3 separate regions of the Sus scrofa genome follow, and regions 1 and 3 are each linked to region 2. Evidence: chromatin contacts called from public HiChIP or PLAC-seq data. All regions are on one chromosome and are shown on one strand. Each heading gives the region's core, a stretch centred on a gene start, on an enhancer-like site or on the middle of the called end of the contact. The rest is flanking DNA. Distances are from core to core; before and after follow the strand shown.

What was found. HiChIP or PLAC-seq counts read pairs in DNA pulled down with a chosen protein or histone mark.
Region 1: a contact with region 2 is called in an H3K27ac HiChIP or PLAC-seq map of alveolar macrophages. The contact joins two enhancer-like sites. A contact is called at or near these places in 1 of 47 Hi-C or Micro-C datasets (subcutaneous adipose tissue) and 2 of 2 datasets of contacts at active chromatin or transcription factors (alveolar macrophages and skeletal muscle).
Region 3: a contact with region 2 is called in an H3K27ac HiChIP or PLAC-seq map of alveolar macrophages. The contact joins two enhancer-like sites. A contact is called at or near these places in 2 of 47 Hi-C or Micro-C datasets (both in liver) and 2 of 2 datasets of contacts at active chromatin or transcription factors (alveolar macrophages and skeletal muscle).

What each region holds. Positions count from the first base shown.
Region 1 is chr6:153,144,307-153,148,669 of Sscrofa11.1, forward strand. All of the region lies in intron 4 of FGGY (FGGY carbohydrate kinase domain-containing protein), which reads right to left. Among named protein-coding and RNA genes, the nearest start is that of FGGY, 67 kb to the right of the region's middle. Within about 2 kb of position 1,320, at least 31 of the 83 cell types and tissues checked have an H3K27ac peak or open chromatin away from gene starts, as enhancers often do. A contact at or near this core is called in alveolar macrophages, skeletal muscle and subcutaneous adipose tissue, where this site is marked.
Region 2 is chr6:152,958,486-152,962,837 of Sscrofa11.1, forward strand. FGGY (FGGY carbohydrate kinase domain-containing protein) reads right to left here. Exons shown (of 16, transcript XM_021097811.1): 8 at 2,305-2,408. Among named protein-coding and RNA genes, the nearest start is that of HOOK1, 250 kb to the left of the region's middle. Within about 2 kb of position 2,011, at least 29 of the 83 cell types and tissues checked have an H3K27ac peak or open chromatin away from gene starts, as enhancers often do. A contact at or near this core is called in alveolar macrophages, skeletal muscle and subcutaneous adipose tissue, where this site is marked.
Region 3 is chr6:153,092,439-153,097,107 of Sscrofa11.1, forward strand. All of the region lies in intron 5 of FGGY (FGGY carbohydrate kinase domain-containing protein), which reads right to left. Among named protein-coding and RNA genes, the nearest start is that of FGGY, 120 kb to the right of the region's middle. Within about 2 kb of position 2,048, at least 3 of the 83 cell types and tissues checked have an H3K27ac peak or open chromatin away from gene starts, as enhancers often do. A contact at or near this core is called in alveolar macrophages, where this site is marked.

The DNA.
Region 1 (4,363 bases), core at 70-2,569, 190 kb after region 2:
CTTCACTGAGCCGAGGCGCGACCTCCCCACAGGATGAGAAACTTGCGAGGAGTGTTTCCCTAAAAGGATGCACAGGGTCTCTGGGGAGAAGACAGCAGCAGTGTGTACCCTCTGCCTTCCCCACAAAAGCAAAGTCTGAAGCTTGGCCAGCAGAGGGAAGTGGGGGAAGAGTCTGCCTGGACGAGTGGGACTTTTTCCAGGAGCCTGACCCCTTACTTGGAGATGCTGACACTACCTACGAGGTTCCCATGCTGTTCTGAAGTTGAGCTCCATGATTCACAAGTGCTTAGTCATCACATGCTAGATTGGCAAAGGGCCTATGAGCCCCCGTGGATGGATTTTTAATCCAGGGCCATGGGAAAATCTCTCCATCTCTCCCTCGCCCCAGAGAGGACAACCACAGCCAAGGGTCTCGATGTTACTGAATTAATCTACCCTTGGAACCACTGGGCTTGCATCAGACACGGTGATTCTCTTCGTAGGTCCTTCCACAGCTTACAAGAGTGCCCCCGCACACCTCCTCTCCTTGGATTCTCAGGGCGGCGGTGGGGGACAGGTGCCTACAAAGGATGTAGAAACTTAGGTTTGAACGACAAGGTCATAGCCCAGGGCTTCCTGCTCTAAGGTGACAGTTCCTTTGCCCAGGCCACAGTCACCACCCGAAGGCTCCCAGATCTAGCAGAGCTGTGGGTTTTGGCCTTTTGGAAGCATCGTGATGGAAGCTTTTACCATTCTTTACAGAGAGAAAAACAAAAAACCAAAACAAAACAAAGAAAAGCCCTCCCCAACATATTTTTAATTTTTTTTTTCCTAATATTAGAGCTCTCACTTTCAATCCGGGGCAACTCACTTAAATTCTAAGACCTTGATAACAACCTCCGGGCACAAATGGTGCACAGGTTACAGGAAACACAGAGCATGTCCCCAGCGCATGCCAATGTCAGGCACACCTCACTGTGTAAGCACTGAATCGGATTCAAATGAGGAGCAGAGCTCTCTGTGCTGAAGGAGCAAAGTCTATGTCCCAGTTACCAAGCAACTAACAAAAACTAGTCTTTTCAAGAAAGAAGAAAGAAAAAAAAAAAGAGAGAGGGAGAGAAATCAGCAGTGATTGGGGTGTGTGACTTGGCAATAGAGGCTCCCGCATTCCAATAACAATCCTTTGAGCTAAGCGATCCCTCAGGCTTGAAAGCAACCAAAGAGAACAACTCTTTTTTTATAAAATCATCTATTACTTCATAAAACCACAGCCTTTCTTGGGAGGTGGCTACCACTCAAAACACACACAGCTGCAGGGCTCAGCAGAGGGCGGAGATGGAGTAATAGATCCAAGATTCAGGGCCAGGCAGCAGCCAGCCCACCAGGCTGGGGCACAGAGCTGGAACCCTCTTCCATGCCTTCTCACTGTCCTGTCCAGGGAGGGGGTGAGGTCTCCGCTGGCTTCCAGATCCCAAGGGAACCTGGAGGGGGGTGTTGGGGTGAGGAGTGGAAGATGAAGCAGACACTGCAAAGTATGTTGGGAGACGCCAGGCTCTAGGAACAGCATGAGAAAGAAGGGGCTGGCCAATTAAAAAAGGCTCATCTAAGTGTTTTGCTATGACTTGCAAAGGGAAGCTATTGGGCTCCCTGCTGTGTGCAGTGAATGAAACTCTCCTCCCACTAAGTGATCCTGCCAGAACATCCCAAATACTCACGATGTTGTTTTCCAGCACAACTACCCAACAAAAAGCAAAACTTGATCCTCACGCCACCCAGGACTGTGAATCAGGGCACAGGCTGATAACCCGGAGAGGAAAGATGTTTCAGGAAGAAACTCAATCCTTAAGCTCACTCTTTGGGGAAAAGAAAAAAAAAAATGCTGAAAAACATGTTCATAATCCCCAACCCGAAAATTCCCAGAATGAATGAAACAATTGTGTTTCAAACTCTCATACACAGAGAAAGAGACCAAACGCTGGAGATACTTCAGTCAGACAGATATGCTGAGAGCTTTGTGCTACCAGAGGCATCGCACAAAGGTGACATCTCTTTGCTTAAAGTGGTCCTGCAGTTCTTCGTGGCCCAGAATCACATTTTATCTGCTTGACATGGCTCACAGGACACTTGACAACCTAGCTCCAACTTGGCCACGACTTTTATGAATTCTTCTGGGCTCACTGCCCCCTCTCTTAGCCACTCCCCACCCTGATCTCACCTCATTTCATTCCCTTCCCCAAACACACTGTACTTCTTCATATTTTCCTGCCCCTGTTGAGGTCTCTACTGAGACTGTTTTCCCATCTTCTCTCATGATCAAACATCTACCTTTGATTCAAATGCAGCTCAAATGTCACCCTTACCCCCCATCTCTTGCTGTGTCCTAGCTATATATTCACACACTTAAATCCATCTCAAAAAGACAAATTCCTGTAGGGCAAAAGCCAGCTAACGCGTGGGGAAAAAAAAAAAGTTTCAGGAGGTACAAAGAAATTTAAAGTCAGACACTTCTATGATGAAATTACAACAACGCTGGAGAAAGACGTGTGCAAAGGAAACGGTAATTAATAAGATGATGTATGACAATAATGTAATGAGCCTGATAGCAAGGTTTGGTGAGTCAGCCTCATAACTTTATCATAATATTTTGTGTGTGTGGCCATATATCTGCCTCTAATGAGTAATCACAGAGTTCAGAAGAGGAAGGGGCTTTGAGGCCAGGGTGACTAAAAAAGACTTCATGGGGGGAGAGATTTGAGCTGAAGTCTAAAGGTCCAGCAGAATAAATGCTTATGCTACTGCTGAGAACAACTTCCAAGAAACACAACTCTGAAATGCTAAGGTAGATCACCCCCCTGAGAGGAGGACTGAACTTCACAGAATTTATTTGCAAAAAGAAATAATTCCATTTTGTGTGTGTGTGTGTGTGTGTGTGTGTGTGTGTGTTTCCCCATTTCTGGCTGCCCCGTGGCATATGGAGCTCCCGGGCCGTGGATCAGATCCAAGCCACAGTCACAACCTAAGCAGCAGATGTGGCAATGCTGGATCCTTAACCCACTGTGCTGGACTGGGGATCAAACCCGAATCTCAGCGTTCCGAAGACGCCGCTGATCTCCGTGCAACACAGTGGGAGCTCCCCACTGTACATTAAATTATTTAATTTTCAAGAACTGGATACATATGTGCATCTTCCTCCCTCCAGCTCCCCTAAAGCCCTACCGTTGTACAGAAAGGTCAATTTATAATCCACACTGCAGCTGATTTCCCAACCGTAAAAATGTTATCATTTGTATGAAAACTGATCCTATTCTCCAAAGCAGGCTTTGTCCAGGAATGTGATACCATGACATGCATTAGGAAAACAAGGCTTTGGTATGTGGGCTCTAAGAACTCTGGAGTCAGGCAGACCTGAGTCTGATTATTGTCCTCATCAATTCCCAGCTGTGTAGCTTTAGGCAAGTTAATTTCTCTAAGCCCCTGTTTCCTCAAATGCCACGTTACTAGCATCAACCTCAAAGGATGTTGTGAGGGTTAAATGAAATAAGGTGGAGTGTCTGATAAGTCAACGCGGCTCACTCTAATTATTGCTGCAGAGCTTCATGTGTTTCAAAGTGCTCTGACATGCATGATCTCATCTGATCTGTATAATTCTTCAAGGCGAGGAAGGCAAGAAGTTATAAACCTCACCTTGCAGATGAAGAAACTAAAACCCATAAAGGGATAACAACTGTTCCAAGGATACTCATCAAATAAATGGAAAGACAGACTAACATGTAGATTTCTTATGCCCAGCCCAGTACTAGTTGAGGGCTCCACATCCCTAAAGTACAGTAAAATAGAGGAGGAGGAATGGAGAAGGATGCTATGGTGAGTTAGAAAACACAGTTACTAGAAGGTGGAATTGTCTCTGGAAGGAAGGGTCCTAAGAGAAGAGAAGGCTTGGGAGTGGGTGGGGTCTTACAACAGACACGAGATAAAAGTAGAAGATCTGGACAAACAGAGTGAGGAGGTCTTCTGAACCACCCCCTTCTCCTGGACTCCTCCATGCCCTTCTTCTAATCCTTCCTTTTCTGTCTCCTTTCCAAGCTCCTCTTCCTTAGTTTCCATTTATTTTTTGACTCATTGAATTTTATTACATTTATAGTTGCAAAATGATCACCACAACCAAATTTTATAGCATTTCCATCCCAAAACACCAGCCCATACCCCCAGCCCCCAACCTGTCTCCTTTGGAAACTGTAAGTTTTTCAAAGTCTGTGAGTCAGGATCTGTTCTGCAAAAAAGTTATGTCTGGTTTTTTTTTGGATTCCATATGTAAGTTATAGCATATGATGCTGGTGTCTGTCTAACTTCACTTAGCATAATAATTTATAGGTCCATCATATTG
Region 2 (4,352 bases), core at 761-3,260:
TGCCAGAGACCATGCTCTCTATTCCTCTATGGGCGCTTGTCATCGCACGCAACATAGGAAGGCATCAAGGGGGGTACACGCGGGACTCAGACGGAGTTAGATCTGAGTTCTCAGCTCAAGTTTTATAGCTGTGTGACCTTGGGAATATGACTGGACCTTTCTCTGCCCCGGTGGCTTAATTTATAAAAATGGATGCTGTACCACAAGCCAGCGTCATTTTCCTCAAGAGGCCAGGAAACTGAGAAGTGGGGATGTCACAGATTCACATTCATTTGGATTTGCTTTTGCTCCTAAGTCTGAGCTGAGTGGGGTAAAAACGCCTGAAATTTTGCCTTTCTAGGAGAAACCAGATTCGATGTGTCCCCGTGAAAATGGGAGATGATTTAAAGAGGTTTGAAACAGTGTTCGGTGAAGGCGGGCTAACGAGTGAAGACTCACATGGAGGGAGCTGAGGACTGACTGCCCTGGCGGCACCTCCTGCTCAAGGCGGCCTTGGGCCCTGCAGATCTCTCCCTTCAGTGACAGCTAAGCCTCATGATAGGGCTGCCGACGGAAGAAAGAGGCCAGGACTCTTAAACTTGAAGTTCCATTTAAAACTTTGTCCAGAGAAACAAATAGAAGGAAAGCGCTTTTTTTTGTTGGTCATTTTTGGCTATCCCACGGCATGTGGAGCTCCCAGGCCAGGGATCAGACTGGAGCCAGAGTCATGACCTAAGCCGCAGCTGCAGTAATGCCGGAGCCCTAACTCACTGGTCTGGGCTGGGGATCAAACCTGTGTCCCAGTGTTCCCAAAAATGCTGCTGACCCTGTTGTGCCACAACGGGAGCTCCAGGAAAGCTTTTTTTTTTTTTTTTTTGAAGGGCTGCGAGAAAGTCTGGCACCAAGTCCTCTCAGGTAGTGGCCTTGGACCCTCCCAGGCAGGTAATCACTGTGTCCTTTCTGCCCAATAATATGAGGGCTGATGACAGAGACTAAGCCTTGAAAAGGGCTCACTTCATATGAAGCACATTATATTGCCTCAAATCACCTTCATGATACTATGAGATATGTATTATACTTCCCACATCTCGCACAGGAAGGATCTGGGGCCCGGAGGTGTGAAGTGCCCAGCCCAAGGGCCCATCCTTAGCTCATGGAGGATGTGGGATTGGAAACCAGTCTGGAAACACAGCCCCACCACCCCTGCAAAATGAAAACCCCCGATGCCATGCCTGGTACCTACCAGATGCTCAGTATCACAGGCTCAATCTGCATCTATACTGTGGAGCCTTTTACTGTCATACCTATTATAATTCCATCTCACCAATGGGAGGCCCTATGTTATCCTAGTGTCCCCAGGATTTGCCACAGTCCCAGACACAAGGGCAGAGGATCCATGAATAAGTCAATGTATCGATATTTACGCAACCAAAATATTTTATGGTACAAGACGATCACTGGTCCCTACGGCAGCTAAACAGTTTCGCATCATATGTACCCTCCATTGTCACAGGGCCTCTGCCCTCGACTGCATCTCAGACCCCACTCTAATCCTTACTCATGCCCCCGCCGCTCACTCCCCCATTTGCCCTCCTCCTCCTCCACCACTCTCGCCCCTATTTTACTTATCTGGGAAAAATTCAAGGAGTCGTCCATCTCAGTTTAACAGAGTAATGACTTTTAAATAAAAATATGGTAGAAATGGGTACTTATCGAAATGGAATGCTTTCAGACTCATGCATTTAAAGAAGATATAAATTTTAGGGCAGGCACTAAATTTTAGCTGCAATCTTGGAGAAAGCCTTTCTACTAATTCATGGAGAAAAATTAGCAAAGTGAAAATTGCTTATCAGTGTTCTTTCAAAGTCGTGATATGCAGCCTAATTCTATACATCACCAGGGCGCTCCCAGGGAGATGGATTTATATTGATTGAGAGAGAGCTCAGTGGCCAAGGAAAACAGACACCCCTTTGCAAAGAAGACGCAGCTACCCATTGGGGACAGATTGTCTGGGAGCGAGGCGTTGCCATCTCTGGATCCGATTTCACCCCTCAAGCCATGGGTTCTCTGGCCAGGGTGATGTTAAAGGCAGACTCTACCCTTTTCACACTTTTTAAGAATTTGGCCCCTGGAAAAGGGTCTGGCAAATCTAATAAGCAAGGCTATTAGTGGGAAGGCTGGGCTTCCAGCTAGATAAACCACGGTGTGTGTGTGGTGGGGGGGCAGGAAGGGAGGAGCTGAGGGGCAAAGGGGCCAGCGGTTCCCTCCTCCCAGGCTGGCCATCCTCCCGAGTGTGGCAGCCCCGCCCTCACCCGGCAGACTCACCCCCATGTGACAAGAAGATGTTCCACAGATGACAGCCAGCCGTGACGTCACTGGCTGTCCCTCACAAGCGAGGCCGTGCCCCCTCACATCTGCTCCAATCACTCCTGTGAGAAAGCAAAACAAAACTCTCTTAGAAAAAGGAGAAGGAAAGAAAGCTAAAACAAACATAATGATACTCTCTTTTTTATACCAAAGGACGTTGAGACCACGTCTCAAACAGACGTGCAGACCAGTCTCAAACAGAAACCAAAAGGGCTCACTGGTCAGCCTGGGCAACCAGGAAACCTGTTTTTGGCTTTCAGCGTCAGTGTATGGCATCCAACACTGGAATAATAAGTCACTGTCATTAGAATAATAAAGGCACCCGCTATCAGTGATTTTTTTGCTCACAAAATCCCAGACACTCTGCTGATGTTTATATGTACGGTCTCATTTTATAGGAAGCCTATCAAGCTGAAATGATGAATGGCACACATCAGCAGAGGAATGAAGGCTCATCTATGGGCTGAGTGACCCGTCCAAGGTCACACTGCTGGGAAGGGGCAGGGCGGAGGGGACTCTGGTTTGACACATCACATTTCCATCTCACTGAAGGCGACAGAATCCTCTGATGATCAGATCTCTGGGTCACCATCCTCAGTACTGCTCATCCCAGAACTTGGAATAAAGGACAGAGTGACTGACAGTCAGTGTCTGTTGAAAGAACGCCAGGTAGCAGAGAGTTTCCCATAAATGGTATAAGCTCAGGCGGCTTTGCACGGAGTGTGTTCCTTGATACTTGCTGGGCAAGTGAAGTTACAAGTGTGAGGGCAGAGTCAGACTGTTTAGAGCCCGGAGTCACCCATCATTTATCCAAATACCCATAAGCACCTTCTACCCATAAAATGATACACGGGGCGTGTTCTTTGATACTTGTGGGCAAGTGAAGTTACAACTGTGAGGGGAGAGTCAGAGAGAGTGTTTAGAGCCTGGAGTTGCCCGTCATTTATTCAAATACCCAGCAAGCACCTTCATGATACATTGGGTAGGATGTGGGAGCCACAACCACGCAAACCTTTCCAACGAGGTCACAGCAGGAGGTGGAAAGTGCTGGGGGCAGAGAGCAGAGGTCGGAATGCGGGAGAGAATAGCTCCCTCGGGCCCAGGGGGCTCTGTGTAACAGCGCCCTGCCTGCCATCTCCAATACTCAGTGCTCCATCCCACCTCAAGACCTCTGCATGTGCTCTTCCCTCTGCCTGAAATGCCATTCCCCAACCTCTCTGCCAGGTTAACTCCAACTCATTCCTAACTCAACTGTCTCTGAAAGCTTCCCTGTGCCTCCAGGAAAGACGTGGCTCTCTGTCCAATGTCTTCACACACGCTTGGACTTTCCTAGCACACAAGAAGACACTGGTAACTTACAGACTTACCATAGCCCACCTGCCTCTCCTGCTATGATAAAAGCTGCAGGGAGCTGGTGCTGCATGGTCCACATACTTAGCCCCCACCCAGCACCAACCACAGTGACAAGGGAAAGTGTAGATGCATGGGGACGAGAGGATAGAGATGACAATCCTTGTCCTGCGTGTTCAGGGTCTTGTGGGAGAGAGGGAGGGAGAAGCCTAAATGGAGCATTATAATGCAGGGATCAGTGTGGGAGGAAGGGCCTGTGGGGTGGCTGGGCTCCCCTGTAGGGATTCAGGCAGGAGTCAGCTGGGTGAAAGGTGGGGTCAGGGTGCCTCTTTAGGCCACAGATCCCCTGTTACTGAAGGTACTGGCTGCTCAGCAAGCAGTCCTTGCCAGAAAGCAGGAGCTGGGGGGATCATTAATAAGCCTCTAGTCTTCCAACAACTTTCTAGGTTTTTCTCATGCTTTTTCCAAAATTCTACCTGCTTGGGCACCTGTGAACCTCAGTAACCTGTGCATGCCCAGCAGAGGAAGAAGTACACCTCTTTTAAACTTGTTGTGTTGGTTATCACAGTACGTTTGTGTTACCACAGGACTTTTTCTGTTCTCACAGTAGTTAGGTCCCAGCAACCAAGTGATGGAGATCTGGGACTAGGCCTGTA
Region 3 (4,669 bases), core at 798-3,297, 130 kb after region 2:
AATATTCAGAGCAGTATTTATAAAACTAAAAGTTGGAAACAACCTAAATCTCCAACAACAAATGAATGAATTAAACAAAATGTGGAATATGCATGCAATTGACTATTATCAAGTCATAAAAAGGAACTCTTTTTTTTTTTTTTTTTTTTTTTGGCCTTTCAGGGCCACTCCTGGGGCATATGGAAGCTCCCAAGCTAGGTGTGGAATCTGAGCTGTAGCCATAGGCCTACGCCGTAGCCGAAGGAACGCCAGATCTGAGCTGCATCTGTGACCTACACCACAGCTCATGGCAATGCTGGATCCTTAAACCACTGAGTGAGGCCAGGGATCAAACCTGCATCCTCATGGATACTAGTTAGATTCATTTCAGCTGAGCCAGGATGGGAACTCCTATTTCTTTTTTTTTAAGTGCTGACACATGTTCCAACTTAAATGAACCTTAAAAAATGTATGCTAACTGAAAGAAGCCAGACATAAAATGCCACATATCATATAATTCCATTTATGTATAATGTGCAGAACAGACAAATCCGTAGGGACAGAAAGTAGATTTGTGTTGCCACGGGCTGGGGGAAGGGGGAATGGGGAGTGACTACTAATGAATATTGGAATCTTTTGGTAGTGATGAAAATATTCTAGAATTAAATAGTGGTGACAGTTGCATAATCTCATGAATATATAAGAAATCACCAAAATATGCACTTAGTATGGTAAATACTATGGACTATGAATTGTATCTCAATTACAAAAAAACCCGTTTTGAATAGTCCTAGCTGGCTATCATATTAGATTGTGTGGATCTAAGTGAACAGAACAATCTTGTTCTCCTATCCCTACCTGTCTTTTAGCTACAAGTGGCCAGGCAACCTTATTCCACCCAAAGAGACATAGGCAGAAATCCAGTAGGAGAGTTTTTGGAAAAGCTTTTACTTTTCTCATTTTTAAAAAAGATGAACAAAAAGAAAAAGGAGATACTGCTTTCTCCATTTTTTCCCCACTCTTCTAGTATTAAAGGTGGATGCAATGTCTGGAGCTACAGCAATGATCTCATAACCATGAGGTTACTAGCCTGAAGGAAAAGTCTACACAACTAAAGATATGCTCATTTTGACATGGTCTAATCACCTTTGGACTTTTATTTAAGAGCAAGAGAGTAGGAAATCAAGTCTACTTGTTGAAGCCACTGTAAAACGGCCATATTTTCAGAGTTAATAAAATATATAAGGCAAAAAAAAAAATTCTGTCGCTTGTTAAGTACTACATAAGTGTTAGGCATGATTACTGTCATTATAACTCGCATCGCATCGCAACCCTTTTTTTTTTCACCATCAAATCCACTGAAACCCCTTTTTAGACATACCTTTCCTATCCCTGCCCTCATGAAATTTTAATACCTATACATATCTGTTTACATTGTTAGGTAGGGATGGGCTTTAGAAGGCTACACATCACTGCAGTATCTCAGATACTTTCATCCTCCAAAAACCAATGTTTGCACTTTTGCAAATATATTCCTGATATATGCTTCTTCCCCAGGGCAACCCGTTGATTTAAATAAGAGCTTCTTGCTATTATCATGAAGCTGAATGCATTCCTAACTGATTCATCTTCCTCCACTGCAACCAATGGATTTATAAGAGCTGACATGATTGTAGAGACCCTGCCTCACTCACCGCACCAGATTCCCCTGGGAATGGACCACTGACTAAAGCTGAGATCATTATAACATACCACTCCCTGGGACTAGTTGAAAGGATGTAGACCTGACCCATATGAAAATAATCAAAATTCTTCCCCAGGACTTTGGAAATGGAGAATAGACAAAGCATAGATCAGCTGTTCTCTGCTGCAGGAGCTCTGGTTCCTGAGCCTGAGGACTCCCTGTAGCCTGTAAGGGAACCTGGACAACAGGAAGGAAAGCAGCATTTAGGAACAAGAGACAAGGCCCATGATTCGGAGATGAATAGAACAGCGTGGGCCTAAGGAGGTCCCAGTCTAGCAGAGGGAATCATTGCAACAGGATGTGCTAAGTGCTGGGAGTAGCCCTGGGCTACAGTTACTCAGAGGAGAAGCCCTGGAGGGGCTGGCAGAGGCTTCCTGGGGATGAGACACTAGAATTGCGCCTATGGCCACATCACAAGAAATGACACATGGCGGTGTGCCCACAGTCAAGCCAGCTCTGCTGTGGATGCTAATCCACACACCTCAGTAAAGCAGAGAGCACAGTGTCAGCGAACAATTATCACTTGGAGCGTAGTACCAACATATTTATCAATAACCCTTGTTTTCGTTTTCCTGAGGTAAGGAATCTGAAATATAGAAAAATGTATTGAACAAAAAAGCAACTCTAAGCTCACGACAGAGTTATATCTGTTTTTATAGAAAAACAACTCCACTGAGGTCTGCTGCTCACATTTTCCTACAGCCTCTTCCAGCCTTTTCCAAGTCCCCTCAAGAGCAGCGAAATATTTTCTGTTTTGAGCCTCCCCAAAAGCTTTTGGTTTAGGCATTAGACTTGATCCCACCATACGATGAGGAAACACGAGCTTGGTGAACTTAGAAGAGCCGAGAATCACTCTTGAGCAAGTGGAGCAGATGTGATTCTGTACCAGACTCTCTGACTCCAAAGCACAGCCACCCCTCAACCCCCACCACCTGATTCCTCCACAAATATCTGACCACAAGAGGGAAACAATCAGAACGAATGTCCCATTGCTCCAGATATCCTCCACCTGCCTCTTCAGATGCACCCCCTAACCTTCTCCACCCTGCTTTCTCACCCAGGATGGTGGTGGTATGAATCACAGCCAAAGCCCCGTCCCACCCCACCCCTGCTGCCCCCCGCCCTCTGGCCTGGAACTGGTTTGGCCAAGGAGGGGACACTGAGGGACATCAGAAGACCAGAGGGAAGTGTGGCCTGGCGGTGACTCTCTACCAATGGTCAAACTCCTGAGGCTCTCTGCAGATCATCTCTCCAGGACCTGGTAACACGCCCACCCACACCCTTGTCCTTGGCACCGGCGCCCATTCTGGGCGCCCAGGGGTCTTGTGTACATTCCCCTGTGGTTTCCCCACACTTGCCCATTCTTCTTAAATTACCCCACTGGTGTGTGCCACCTGCTTTTTGCAGGGACTCTGGTTAATACACTGACAAAACAGGATGGACACAGGCATTCCAGTGGGTACTGGATGAATACCAGTGGAGCCCTCTCCCACCTTCTCACTCTTCTCCTTATGCCAGTTTCCAGAGAGGGAAGACAAAGAACAGCTACGATTATGTGAAGATGGAAGTTAAGGTAGACAGGTCAGAATCCTACCTGCTCTATACCCCTTGAGTACACATAAGGTTTACAAGTAACCAGAATCTGAAGGAAGCCATGTTTGTGGTAGAGATTTGGGACTTAAAAAAAAAAGCTTTTTGCCAAGACTGAGTAATATTCCAGGTCACTATTAATCAACTTTTCCTTTTCACCTCCACCTTCCTTCCTCTTCCTGGTCCTTCAAAAGCTGAATTCCTGCACCAACAGAAGAGATCAAATTAATTTTAGCACATGCAAGGTTAAAAGCTGTCAATTCCAAGATCCATTTTTCCTTAACTAATAAAAATGGGTGTCAAAATAGTCATGTTAGAACAAAAATTCAAACACAGTTTGAGAGAATTACCTTCACGATTTCCCATTTTCCAATGGATTTATGTAAGAAATACATACTAAAAGGTCAAAAGAACTTCTAGCGAGAGAAAAACATCAGGAAAGTGACCTCGGAGAGCACTTAAACTGACCTTGGACTCATGACTTTATCGCAAACCCTGAAAGTAAAAATCTTTTGCAAAACAAGCCACCAAAGAATAAATGGAAACCTTTCTATATTTTTTCCACATATAGGCTAGGTTTGCTAGTCCCCAACAAAATTACAAATACCAGCTTGTTCTTAAAGACGTAAAAGGATGAAAATGTGCTAGTCTGTGCTGTTTAATCAATAGACCCGAAAGATGGCATTGATAATTTAGCACTTGCAGTTACTTTTCAAGGCTGGTTTCTTCTTCATTTGCCAAATAAATCTTGCTCAGCTTTGTCTCCCTATTTGCTCATTCTCCTTTTCCCCCCTCTAACAAACACAATCAAATAATCAGCTGCTGAGGCCCGCTGACTCCGCTTCCCAAACACACTGACTGCATCCCTTTCTCTGTCACTAGGGAGCTCATGGCCTCTGGACAACTCAGCTGAAGAGAACAACGTTTCTCAGTCTTGTCACTACTGACCTTTTAGGCTGGATAGTTCTTTGTTGTGGGGGCCGTCTTGTTACTGGAGGATGTTTAGCAGCACCTCTAGGCTCTACTCACGAGATGCCCATAACACACCCTCTCCTTGCATCTCCGGACTTTGCCCGGCGTCCCCCGAGAAGCAAAATCACCCAGACTTAAGAACCACTGAACCAGAAAATAGCCTCCCATCAGGATCACTTACCTCCCCTCTTCCCCCTCTGGAATCTTCTACCTTACAAGGGACAGCCATGCAATCCCTCAGCTTGACCACTCCCCAAGTACTCCCCTTTACCATGAATTGAAATCCAAACTCCTTAGCAAAGAACTACAAAAAAAGACCCTGTGATGGGGCCCCCTGCAGGTTTCTCTGGCCTTAACCAACTCTTTAAGTCCCCCACAATCTGT